Regions from separate parts of the Zea mays genome. Here all the other regions are linked to region 2. The links are chromatin contacts, called in public Hi-C maps. All regions are on one chromosome and are shown on one strand. Each heading gives the region's core, a stretch centred on a gene start, on an enhancer-like site or on the middle of the called end of the contact. The rest is flanking DNA. Distances are from core to core; before and after follow the strand shown.

What was found. Hi-C and Micro-C count contacts between places; a contact is called where the count stands out from the background.
Region 1: a contact with region 2 is called in a Hi-C map of leaf, with 5 times the contacts expected there. The contact joins the promoter of LOC100282550 here to the promoter of LOC100285376 in region 2. A contact is called at or near these places in 2 of 25 Hi-C or Micro-C datasets (ear and leaf).
Region 3: a contact with region 2 is called in a Hi-C map of bundle sheath, with 6 times the contacts expected there. The contact joins the promoter of LOC100282287 here to the promoter of LOC100285376 in region 2. A contact is called at or near these places in 23 of 25 Hi-C or Micro-C datasets (bundle sheath, ear, endosperm and 6 more) and 2 of 3 datasets of contacts at active chromatin or transcription factors (leaf and seedling).

The regions. Positions count from the first base shown.
Region 1 is chr1:187,595,950-187,600,329 of Zm-B73-REFERENCE-NAM-5.0, reverse strand. LOC100282550 (potassium transporter 17) reads left to right here and starts at 2,659. Exons shown (of 7, transcript NM_001155458.1): 1 at 2,659-2,928; 2 at 3,031-3,253; 3 at 3,519-3,767; 4 at 3,872-3,922; 5 at 4,023-4,336. The coding sequence starts at 2,731.
Region 2 is chr1:187,393,029-187,397,043 of Zm-B73-REFERENCE-NAM-5.0, reverse strand. It overlaps LOC100285376 (RING-H2 finger protein), which reads left to right and starts at 1,292. Exons shown (of 1, transcript NM_001158269.2): 1 at 1,292-2,135. The coding sequence starts at 1,461. The coding sequence ends at 1,901.
Region 3 is chr1:187,537,777-187,542,000 of Zm-B73-REFERENCE-NAM-5.0, reverse strand. It overlaps LOC100282287 (harpin-induced protein), which reads left to right and starts at 2,194. Exons shown (of 1, transcript NM_001155199.2): 1 at 2,194-3,493. The coding sequence starts at 2,367. The coding sequence ends at 3,176. It overlaps LOC103641463 (Elongator complex protein 2), which reads right to left. Exons shown (of 10, transcript NM_001348926.1): 10 at 3,656-4,224. The coding sequence ends at 3,777.

The DNA of each region.
Region 1 (4,380 bases), core at 1,410-3,909, 200 kb before region 2:
TTTTATTTATCACTTGGACAGGTCTTGGACGGTTTTGGATTATGCTGGGGGTCATCGTCGCCCCCCCAACAACATCCTCGGCCTGCTGTGCAGGGAACACTTCCCTGGACTTGTCGAGTACGCCGGAGTGACGGGCCCAGCCTTCACCTTCGACCACTACGTCGTCGCCCCCGATGCAGTAGACCGGGACGACAGGGAATTCAATAACAAGGCGGAGCGGGTGAAGCAAGAGCTGTGGGTAAGTCTTAGTATAATGTAAAATATGTGGCATTCGTTGCAAATTCTTGAAATAATGTATGGATACATCGTTTTTGTATGCAGGATTTCTTCAGATGCGATGCTGGATACGAGGCTAGGGCGGATGTGGTGGCCACCACGAACTGTAAGAAGCTCGTTGTGGACATGCACTATGAGGCCCGCATCCAGGCCATCATCACCTACCACGGCTCCGTCCTTGGGGAGAAGGTGACCAAACCTCAAGCCCGAACCATGTCGTTGACCAGGGAGTAGTACCTGCAGGTAAAGTCATGCATGTTTGGTACCAGTACTCAATGCATGAATTTTATTTTATCTTCTGATATGCACTTTATGTGTTTACTTTGCAGGTGATTCCACATTGGTGCGCCGCACATCCTCTGTGCTGGGAGCAGATGGTGGATAGGTGGTGTTCGGCTGAGTGGGACGAGGCACACACAGCTAGCCGGGAACGGCGTTTGATGATGCAAGGCCCGTCCCACCACCAAGGCAGCCGGAGCCTAGGCCAATATGCCGAAGCATGGGTACGCCACCTTTTTTATTTAGATATATAACACTAAGTTAGATATTATTTCTAACTATCTCGTTGGTTTTCGTTGCAGTCGGCGTCACATGGTGGCAGGCCTTGTTCCACCTTCTCGGCCTATGCTATGGCCCATAAGGGTAAGGCGACGTCCGACGTCACCTACAACCCGGATGACGGGCCCGAGGCCTACACCAACCCCGCCGTCTACAGCCGCCTCCATGACTACGCCGCCATGGCGCAGGAGGTCCATGGCCCAGACTATGATCCGAGCACCGAGCCGATCGACCCCGATGTGCTGATGAGGGTCGGAGGAGGCAAGAGACATGGGTGGTACTGGATTGCCGACGGGGCAATCGACTCGTCCTCCACTCCCACTCTGTCTCAGGTGAGAGCAAGGAGCACGGGTTCGAGTCCAGCCATACGACCTCGGCACGACAGCTCACAGCATCGCATACAGCAACTCGAGGTTAGTGCTTATGTAACTCGTCCTTTCTTGAGTTATATACCTTCTCTTTGAGTTACTATAACGTTGGCTTGTAATATTACAGACCCAACTAGAAGAAGAGAGGAGGGAACGTCAAGAGATGGAGGCGAGGATAATGGCGGAGCGGGCGGCGGCTGATCAGAGGATGGCAGAGATGTTCCAGTACATGCAGAGCCTTGGCGCCGCACAGGGCATCGCTCCGCCACCTCCATTGTTCCCCCCCAGTTGACCCTACTCTCTTCCACACTCCTATGAGTATCAAAATTGTAGTTACATGTTTGTAATGCATCTGGTATAACACATGTAATCTCTTCTCTGTGCAGGACCAATCTGGGGCGGCATCCAACAACCCTCCGGAAGGGTTCAGCCCAACGCAGCCCCGGTCAAACCGCCCACCTCCATGAGTGTTGTGTTTTCATTGTTGTAGACTTCAAAACTTATGTATAATACTTATGTCTGTGTTTGATACTTATGTGAGAGCTTGCGACGTTTGAGACTTATGTTTGTGTTTAATACGTGTGTTGAACACTTATGTTTGTGATGGATATTTATGTTTGTGTTGGCTATTTATGTCTGTGATGATATCTGTGATGTATATATGTGATATATATGTGATATCTTCTGTTTGTGTGGATGGAATACAAAAAACAAATAAAAAGGTATATACTGGTCACTTTGCCGAGTGTTACACTCGGCAAAGAGGCTCTTTGCCGAGTGTCAGGGTCATAACACTCGGCAAAGAGCACAGACCTGGGCACCGGCTTAGGTTCTTTGTCGAGTGTTATGTCGCTGACACTCGGCAAAGAGGTCGGCTTTGCCGAGTGCCGCACAGAACACTCGGCAAAGAGCTTGACATGGGGACCCTCTCTGGCGGGCTCTTTGCCGAGTGTCCCAACTGACACTCGGCAAAGAAGACGGCTTTGCCGAGTGCTGCCAGAAAGACACTCGGCAAAGATATCTTGGTTGCCGAGTGTCACCGTTGACACTCGGCAAAGCCACCGTCTCTGTCACTCGGCGCCGTAACGGCCGCTTTTCTTTGCCGAGTGCCCCCTAGCACTCGGCAAACATCTTTGCCGAGTGCCCGACAAAAAGCACTCGGCAAAGAAGGCTTTGCCGATGTACTGTTTGCCGAGCCTTCTTTGCCGAGTGTCACACTCGGCAAAGCCTTTGCCGAGTGTTTTTAAGTATTCGCCGAGTGCTTCAGGCACTCGGCAAAGCTATTGATTCCGGTAGTGAATTGCATGATCAATATATTATTGTTACTGTAATATGCCACACGAATTTTACATATCACGCCGCATCTATATTTCATAATAATTTTTTACTATCGTAATAATGCACGCGCAAAGACCTAGTTATTATATAATCATCTTAGCCCTCTCGCTGGATCTCTATCTTCTCTCACGCCGCCGCCGCCCTTTCCAGGGTTCCACCGAGGGTGTTCCATAAGGGTGTTCCATCTACGATGGAGCACCGCGCGGCGGCGCCAGATGTGATCGTCCAGGTGAACTCCGCAGCCGTGGCGGCCGTGGACGAGAGAATCTCGACGTGTCAGATCACCGAGGAGGAAGGCGGCATCGTCGGCCACGAGCAGGTCCCCGTCGGCTGCCTCGCCCGCCGGACCTTCAGCCAGTCGTACAGAACGAGGCCCCGCAACCCTCTGGTACGTACGAACGACATGCATCATCCATCCAATCCAACAAAAAAAAATACTACTATTTCTTATTCTTTCATTGACAACGTGTGCGTGACGGCGCCGCCGCAGGAGTTCACCGGGTGGCAGCTGGCGCTGCTGGCGTACCAGTCGCTGGGCGTGGTGTACGGCGACATCGGGACGTCGCCGCTCTATACCTTCTCGTCCTTCGCGCTTCCGGACCCCGGCACCGCCGACATCCTCGGCATCCTCAGCCTCATCCTCTGGACACTCACGCTCGTCAGCCTCGTCAAGTACGTCTTCATCGTGCTCCACGCAGATGACCATGGAGAAGGTACAACGCTAGCATTAAAAAAAATGTTGTTATTATTGTTCGTGGATCTTCTAACGATCATGCATGCACATGGAAGGTTGATAGTAGATCTCAATCTAGTCAATAGCTGCACCGCGCTTAAAATGCGGCTAATTTAGTTAGATCCAACGAACTGCCATGCATATATGCGGTGGGCGAAATCTGGTTCTTGTGCGTAATAATCTAGTCTGCGCTTAAATTCTAGTTTACAAATTCAGAGGATGTATGTATACGTGTGTGCATGCAGGTGGCACCTTTGCCCTGTACTCGCTCCTGCGGCAGCACGTCAACTTCAGCGGCAAGTCGGTGCCGGTGCCGGTCACCCGGCTGGCGTCGGATGCCAACCTCAGGTTCCACAGCAGGAAGAGCAGCCAGCAACCGAGGATGCTCGAGTTCCTGGAAGGCAGCGCCATGGCGCAGGCGGTCATCACCTACCTTGTGCTGGTTGGAACATGCATGGTGATGGGTGACGGTGCCCTCACTCCATCCATCTCAGGTATTCACTTCATCGTCGTTGTCATCGGGTCATTACTGTATTTTAATAAGGTCTAATTCTCTTTTCGATTTCGATCCTGATACTGTTCTCTTGAATCTATCTAGTCCTGTCAGCAGTTCAAGGGATCCAGTCAAGATCTTCTAGCATCAAACAAGGTAGGTAGAAGCAACAATAAATAATCCATGTTCTATCATTGTAAGGGAAAACAACAACAACAACAACAACGAATAATAATCCATGTTCTCTTTATTTCAGGCCACGTTGTCCTTCTGTGCGTGGTTATCTTGGTCATCCTTTTCCTGTTTCAACAGTACGGCACGAGCAAAGTTGGCTTCACCTTTTCTCCCATCATGCTCGTCTGGTTTGCGTTGATCGCGTCCACTGGACTGTACAACATCATCAAGCATTATCCCCCGGTTCTGAAAGCCATATCGCCGCATTACATATACCTTTTCTTCGCTAGGAACAAAAGGGCAGGATGGGAGCAGTTTGGAACAGTTGTTTTGTGCATAACAGGTGCCGAAGCTATGTTTGCTGACTTAGGTCATTTCAACAAGAAATCAATCCAGGTAATAACTAATAACATGCTTATTATTTTCCTACCATATTATAT
Region 2 (4,015 bases), core at 43-2,542:
TTAACAATGTAATGTAACCACGCGGTAAACCAGCAAAAACCGCGTAGAGATTTTTCTCCGCGCGGGCGATGGCGACCGGCCGGCGTCTCCTCCTTGCTGACTGGAAACGGAGAACAGGTGGCGTCATCGCGGCGGACGGGACGAGCGGTGGAGGCGCACGTGTCGCGCATCCGGGACCCGGGGTTCGACGTGGCGGCGTGGCGTCGGTGTCAGTCCCTTTCGTGCTCGCCAGTGGTGTCACCGGTGCAAGTAAAGTAGCGCGCACCACCGGCGGCGAGCGTGTGCACGCACGCATCCGAAGGAGAAGCTTCCAAACAGACAGACTCTGCTAGCTACTCAAACGTGGATGGCCATGGCCGGCACCGGGCTGGGTGGTGGAGCTCGGCGAGAAGGAAAACAAAAACAAAATATCAGCAATTTTACATCAGCTTTAATAATGTTTTATTGAAATGGTTCCATTTGCTTTGTTGCAGCGGGCCTTGGTGTCTGGTCTCCTTTAGCCATGCCCTGACGATCTTATCCAGTAGCAGCTGCAGTGAATGCATGTTCTGGACCATTGCTTTCCTCCTCTTCTTCATTTTTTTTCAGCGTTATCGACTTGGCGGCATGCATGTGTGGACCATTTTGATTTTCGATCTGAACTGGTTATAAAGGGAAACAAATTATTTGCTATATTTTAAATGCTTAAAATATAATGTATTTTTAGATATTGTAACTCTAAAATTCATCTTAAAATACAAAATTCTAAGAAAATAAGTGGATTCATAGAAAACAAGTTATGGCTGTCTCTAGCCGCCTTTCACTCTATTTAAACTTCGCTTGTAGAATAGTATGGACTACGAGTTTAAAAATAGTATTTTATATGATCATATGTACAAGCGCAACCTTAGTCCATCTCCGATAACTTACTCATTTATATCTATTATTTACAACTCTATTTTATATAAATAGTGCAATCTATAGCGTAAAATAATATTTTAGACGATCGTATATATATTATTAGTTGTCTATAGCCCTATTATAAATAAAAAAATAAGCGTTGCATCCAGGGGTGGATTTAGAAAGGGCGAAGGAAGAGCCTAAATCCTCGCTTATTTCTATATTACAAGTAGTAGATTTTAAAAAATTATCATAAATATCTCTCAACCTAACTTAAATGTTTTCACTCTAATATTTTAGTGATTATCTCTGTACTTCCACTGTTATTTGTGTTGGATCTGCCTCTGGGCCGCCACCACGCACGCACCGGCACCGCCTATAAATACTTGTGGCAGCCCTCGCCGAGCTGCTCCTTCCACTGCAGGTTCCTAACCCCCACCCACCTCGCCCAAATTGCAACCTTCCCCGAGTGCTCCAGGTCCCGTGGCCGGCCCCCAGATCCTCTCCAATCCCAATCCAAGTATCGAACGGATCCCATCGGTGGCGCTCGAGCGAGCGAGTGCGGCCGGAACCGAGCGAAGATGGGCATCTCGAGCATGCCGGCGCCCGAGGACAGCCTGCTGGGGTTCGTGCTGTACAACACGGCGGCGTCGGTGGCGATCCTGGCGGGGCTGGTGCGCGCCGCGCTGCTGTTCCTGGGCCTGGCGGCGGCGGCGGAGGACGAGGAGCCGCGGCAGCAGGCGGAGGCCGTGACGGTCACGGCCGTGGGGCCCAGCCTCGCGGACCGGTTCCGGAGCAGGTTCCGGCCGTCGCGCTACGGGCGGCGCCGGGGCGGGGACTGCCGCGTGTGCCTGGTGCGGTTCGAGACGGAGTCGGTGGTGCAGCGGCTCCCCTGCGGCCACCTCTTCCACCGCGCATGCCTCGAGACCTGGATCGACTACGACCACGCCACCTGCCCGCTGTGCCGCCACCGCCTCCTGCCCCCCGCCGCTGCCGCCGACGAGGTGCCCCGGATTGCCTGATTAGCGCCCTAGGAATTGAGAGTAGGCGTAGCACTCTGCACCTCGCAGCAGCAGTGTCTCTGTACAGGTTTTTTTTTTCTTTTCCTTTTTGTTCGGGGGAGAGAGAGGACAGAACGGAGATTGAAGGAAGAAAATGGTGGCAACAAAGCTGTTCCCCTTTCGTTTCTCCGAAGCTCTCTGTTGTCTTTATTCATTCCAAAAGTATAATCTACTCGTATGAACCAAGTACTAAAATCCTGCTTGCTTACGCACCAATCTAACAAGAGAAATCTGGAGTTGGTTGCCCTTGCCTCTTCTCTTGATCTGAGCAAGGCCCCCCAAAAAAGGATACTAGTGGTATTTATTGTATTTATATGTAATCAAGTAGGTTGGGCAAAGAGAAGGTAACGAAACGGAGGAATGTTCTAGCGGCGAGGCGAGGCGAGGCGACGGCTGATATTTTGGGCGAGGAGGCGACGGCTGCCGGAGGGAGACGCGGCATCTCACGCTGTTCTCTTCTTTATTATAGATAGATAGAGACGCGACCTTACCAATAATATATTTCAAATCAAATAATAGTATTGATGTTCACGAATAATTAATTTATTCCTAATAAAATAAGGGTAGCTGTAGTGTAGTATTATAACAGATGCTTTAGCAAATACTCCTAGCTAATAGTCTCTCCTAACACATTACACATAATATGAAAACAGAAGACGTGAGAGGAGGAAAAAGCTAACGGCGGCTGTGATTTTTGGTGGAGGAGCTATATTTGTAATTTGTCTAAATCACACACGTGTGTGTGTGTTTTGGAGGACTAGAACACTCGGTCCTTTCCGCTCACCGTTCCGCCGTGGTGTGGCCGGCAAGACCCTCCTATCTCCGCCCGCTCCGATGGTGTTGTTGAACACAAAAAGGATAGTCCGCCGATGGTGTTGTTGAACTCGCACCGGTGGTGCGGACGATCCGCACGCGTACGCGGCATTAGTTAGGTTTCAAGTTTTTGCGAGATTTATAGCTAAACCACAGATTTAATTTGAGATACGAATTATAATGGATTCAGATCTTCCCTCTATATATATACGGAGGACTATGACCAATTGAACATGAATAATCAATTACATCTTGTTTTTAACTTATGCATTAGGAGTAATTGTAGTTTAGCCATAATTTAGCCTTTCTCTACCCATAATTCCCCACCTCCCTTCGGCTCTACATCGATTAGAGGCGTCTAGAATGGTCTGTCGACCCTAAACAAGGCCTAGGACCTCTCTTTCCCGACGGGATCCTTTCCAGGAGTTAGATCTAGGCGCCGCCGGCAAAATTCACCGCCCCTGTGCACGAGCGGACTGTTCGACCAGCCAGCCCGTCAGACAGGAACCATCCCCTGCGGCGGATCATTTGGCCCTGGCCACAGACCATCCGTGCCTCTGCAGAGAGCACCGCCATCGGTTCTCATCGCGGTGATTGGCGCCCGGATCGGCGCCAACAGGTGTCATCGTTGATTTCATCTCGCTGTTGTCTCTCTCATCTTCACCGCCTAGCCTGTCTGTTTCGCCAAAAGAAAAATGTTAGCCTTCGGTATTATAAAAAATGGTCGTTCATGCTATTTTGGACAGAAATGGGGTTGTGTGGCTATTGATTATCGACCAGAGGCTAATACACATGATGTCACATATATTTCCTTACCATAGATCACATTCTTGGATTTTTTTATTGAGACAATTTTTGGTTAAAAATCCGTATGTGTTATCCTTCAGTATTATTGAAAAATGGTTGTTCATGCTATTTTCAACAAAAAATATGAGTTATATAACCATTGATCATCGACTAGAAGCTCATACACCTCACACTTTTTCACTCTCTTTATCTTCTCCGTCTCCGGTGTGTATGTGTGTGGGGGAGGGGGTGTGGAGAAAAAAAAATTCAAATGTTCTATCGTTCTGGTGAGGTCTAGATCACCCCTTTATTTAAGGAGAGAAGAGAGTTTCTGTGTGAAAAGGAGGGGGAAATCGGTGGGCTACCAGAGTAGTGAAGTTGCTGTATCATCTTCCTGGCGGACAGCATACAAGCCGCCGCTGGAAGCCATCCCCTAGCCTATCGCAGGTCACATCATGGCGTGCGCGCGCGCCTGC
Region 3 (4,224 bases), core at 945-3,444, 140 kb before region 2:
TGAAACTATTTTAATAGTCTAGATGGACACAGATGGATGTGATATAGAGATCATGATCCTCACTTGACATACCTTGATTAGTTCCACACTCGCTGCTTAGTTCGCGACGAACACATGGGGTGTGACAATCAACGCTGTATGCTTGGCCTAATCTCCATGACATGGTTAGGCTTGACCATGACCTCCATGGCAGTAGGATGCATCACGACCATCGTAACCACATAGTACCTCGCCTACAAACGGGCGATCGTAACACGCTATATCTTCCTTGTAAGCGATCGACACCGTCATCGATGGGGTGAACCATTCAGCTAGTAGATCTTGGCCGAAAGCTAATTAAAAGCTAGGTTAATCTGAATCACAACATTAATGCCCTCATAACCCTATTCAACGGACTCGAAGGTGAAGATGGTTGTATCACGGTACGTGAGCACCGACGTGAGATAGTTGGATAAGATAGAGCTTGTGAGCGGTAGCAGCCCTCCGACTCCTTCTGACTAATCGTTGTTGTTTGACTATCAGTCGATTTTTTGCGACAATAATATCATTATTTGTTTGTCTCCAATATCTAATGAAACTATGAAACTGTTGATATCTCATGAAACTGGTTTCGGTACAATTGTGTAGTGGGTGGTATTTAAAGTGTTGTAGGATGTGGGGGATTAAATGCATGAACCACCTCATACAATTGTGATGGTATATAACCAAACGAGATGAGAATTTCATGGATCATGAATCCTTACTTCGTTTGCCCTTCTGGAAAGATATAGACACTACACGAAACTACATATTGAGACGAGTGTTCTTTTAGACTTCAATGATCCGCAATCTCAAAAAGCATCTTTTTAAGGCAATCTCACAAGTTGTCTAAGCACAACATTGGCTGACCGACGAATACATGGCTCTTAGTGGGAGGATCGCAAGCCCATGAGACTAACACATAGTGAGAACCGAGAGAATAAAAGCGAGCTATAGAAAAAAAAATAGACTATTTTTAAAAAAATTATATAATAGTTAAAATTCTTTTTTTTTCTCCGTAAGGTGGATGAATTGGTATTATCTCATAATTTTGGATGTCCTCGATTTGACGTGATTTCAGCTCTAAGTTGTAGAGCTTTTATTAGCTTTACAAAAAAAATCCAAAATAATTAAAATAACCAAAGTTACGAACATACTTTAGGTCCTAGCCTTTGTTGAATGGACATATTACAGTAATACCTTCATCCGATTGTTGAATGGGACATGTTCTTGATTGCTTGGGCCGTGTCACTTGGTCTTGATTGCTTGGGCCGACGTATCAGGAGCAACAAGTACAGTGGTGTTATTTTTGTCTATGTTTACGTTATTTGTAATATGTTAATCACTGAGTGATGCAAGTTAATGTTATATTCATCAATTTTTTTGCGCTGGGTACAAAAGATTAATTGCCACGAAAGGAGGCGAAGATACCCATGTAAAGCCGCGCAGTGCGGCATCTGCTTTCGACGACGTCGCAGACAAAAGCAGGGGCACTACGGCACTGCACCAAAGAAAAGCCATGGATGGATGTCCCCCCCAGGAGGCCGGTCTTTGTGTCAGCACATCTGGGTTCCTTAGTCATGAATTAACCCCCCATAGCTGCTGCCCTTTATTTCGATTCGAGACGAAACGGAACTGGTCCAGGAGCGCCTTTCTTTCTTTCTTTCTTTCTTTCTTTCCATGGCTAAGCGGCAACTTGTCCCTTCCTTCTCTGCTTCTCATCTCACCTCGCCTCTGCTTCGTCAACAGGAAGATCAACGATTGTAACACATTTTATTGCTTGATTCTTCTTCACCTTTGGCCAATCTTAAAATCTGCTTGGCCAATCTTAAAAACTGCACGACGAAAGCATGGGCAGACGACCCACTGCTTCAACTGGGCATGCATGTGTTGGTAGGGAACAGCACATTCCAAGCGACAATCATGAAACACCGAGCATCAGATTAGTACTACTATTTGTTAGTGCCAAGAATAACCCAAGCTTTACCTTTGTCCACCTTAAGAAATATGCTTTTCTAAGATAACAAATCAATTGCTGGCAGCCGGCAACGCTGTCCCACCCCACACCTTTGCTGGAAGCAGCTCTATTTTTTTCAGTGGAGGAACACGAGACAGTGGCCCCACGCTCGAAGCCTCTCTCTCTTTACGTATTTTGGAAGGAGGTACACCACCACTAGGCTCAATCGATCAGACTCCTTTTAACTCCACCACTCCATTGTCCATTCCCTGGCTGCCTCTCGTTGCTGTTGTTGTTGCTGCTCTTCTCTAGCTTGCTTTCCCCCAATAGGCCTCTCTGCACTCTTGAGCTTCTTTGCCTTGTTGAACTTGGTAGCTGTGGCGTTGCCGAAATGGGCGCTCCCTACCACCTCCAATCACCAAGAACCATCATAACCAAGGTAATGAGCATGAAGCAGCTGCCACCGGCCCTGCCACAGCTGCCGCCGCCGCCGGTGGATCAGTCCGAGGTGACCGAGCAGACACCGGTGCTGCCACGGTCGCAGCCGGTGGATCCACCCACGATAACCAGGCAGCCACAGGCGCCCCGGCAGCCAGCGCGGGCGCCTTCCAAGGTAATCCTGCAACCGCGCCAGCGGACCTCGCCGGCGATGTGGTGCGCGGCCATCGCTTGCTTCGCCTTCAGCATCCTCCTCATCGTCGCAGGCGTCGTCACCCTGGTCGTCTTCCTGGCGGTGAAGCCGAGGCCGCCGTCCTTCGACGCCGCTAACGCCATCCTCAACAGCGTCTACGTGGACTCGCCGGCCCCCTACTTCAACAACGACATGACGCTCGTTGCCAACATCTCCAACCCCAACAGGGAGATCGACTTGGTGTTCCGGTCCGCCACTGTCGAGCTCTTCTTCCAGGACAGGCCCATGGCCGTGCAGGCGCTGCCTCCGTTCGCGCAGCGGCGAGGCCAGTCCCAGCTCCTGAACATGCACCTGCTCTCCAGCCGGGTCCTGCTGCCGCCCCAGGTGGCGGTAAAGATGGTGGACCAGGTGAGGAGCAACAGGGTGGTGTACACAATCAGAGGCGCCTTCAAAGTGGAGGCCAGGTTCAGGTTCGGCCACTACTCGTACTGGATGTACACGGTCTGTCAGCTGGAACTCACTGCCCCTCCTTCTGGAGTTCTTGTTGCCCGGAGATGCACAACAAAATGACTGGCTCTAGAAAAATTCCCCTCGTTTTCTTTTGTTATTATATATAAAATCTTAGCTATTTTTTATACTGATGATGGAAATGGCCCGAGAACAGCGGAACATACCTATTGTTGATTCATGTGAATTCGAAGTTGGTTCTTCAGCTTTGTCGATCTCTTGGCTGCTCAGTTGTTGCTGCGTCCTAGTGGCTAGCTGCAACACACAGTAGGTCAGTAGCTTAGATCGTAAGCAACCTGAACAGAGTTCAACAAAGTGTGTAATGTACAGCATAGAACTCTTTGCTTGAGTGTAAGCGGTACAGTGGATTTTTTTTCTCGAATTTGTATTGATTGCAGATTGAGATGATACACAGAGTTTTGGATATAGGTGATTTAGCAAATACATCACCATCTATAACCATAATTTCATAGCTTCTCAAATGAGGGCAACACTGAATCTATTACCACTAAACTGGGGTTACATATGGACAGCACATGCTTCATGAAAACACTCTTTTCTCGATTCTCATACCAGGACTAGTTTTACAACCCAACGGTGTCCGATATCAATAAAAACCTGCCACGCACATAACAGTTTTGATTTACTAGGTTGGACATAAACCTATATGCTGCCGCAGACCTCAAACACCCTTACAGTGTGATCAGCTCCACAAGACGCGAGCTCAAGTGTCGATTTCTCATCGGTTGAGCACCGCCACCGTAATCGGTGAACAGTTGACACGTGACACAAGAGAGGGTCAAATCGAAGCACGCATGCCACGCTGAGCTGGGTTCCTGAAGAAGCTCTTCCACCTGAAACGCTCCAGAGCTCGATCAATCCGTTGTCCATGCCAGCAGCGACGATACCAGCATTAGAAGCACGGTCACGGCCCATCCATGCTAATGCAGTTACGCTGTCACGGAACTGAGGCAATGTTGCAAGTAGCTTGACAGAAGATGCATCTTCAACACACCATATCTTGACACTCTTGTCCCTTGATCCAGTTGCAAATTCATAGCCGAAGGGGTTCCATGAGCATGCCCATATAATTCTTTTGTGTGCTTCGAGC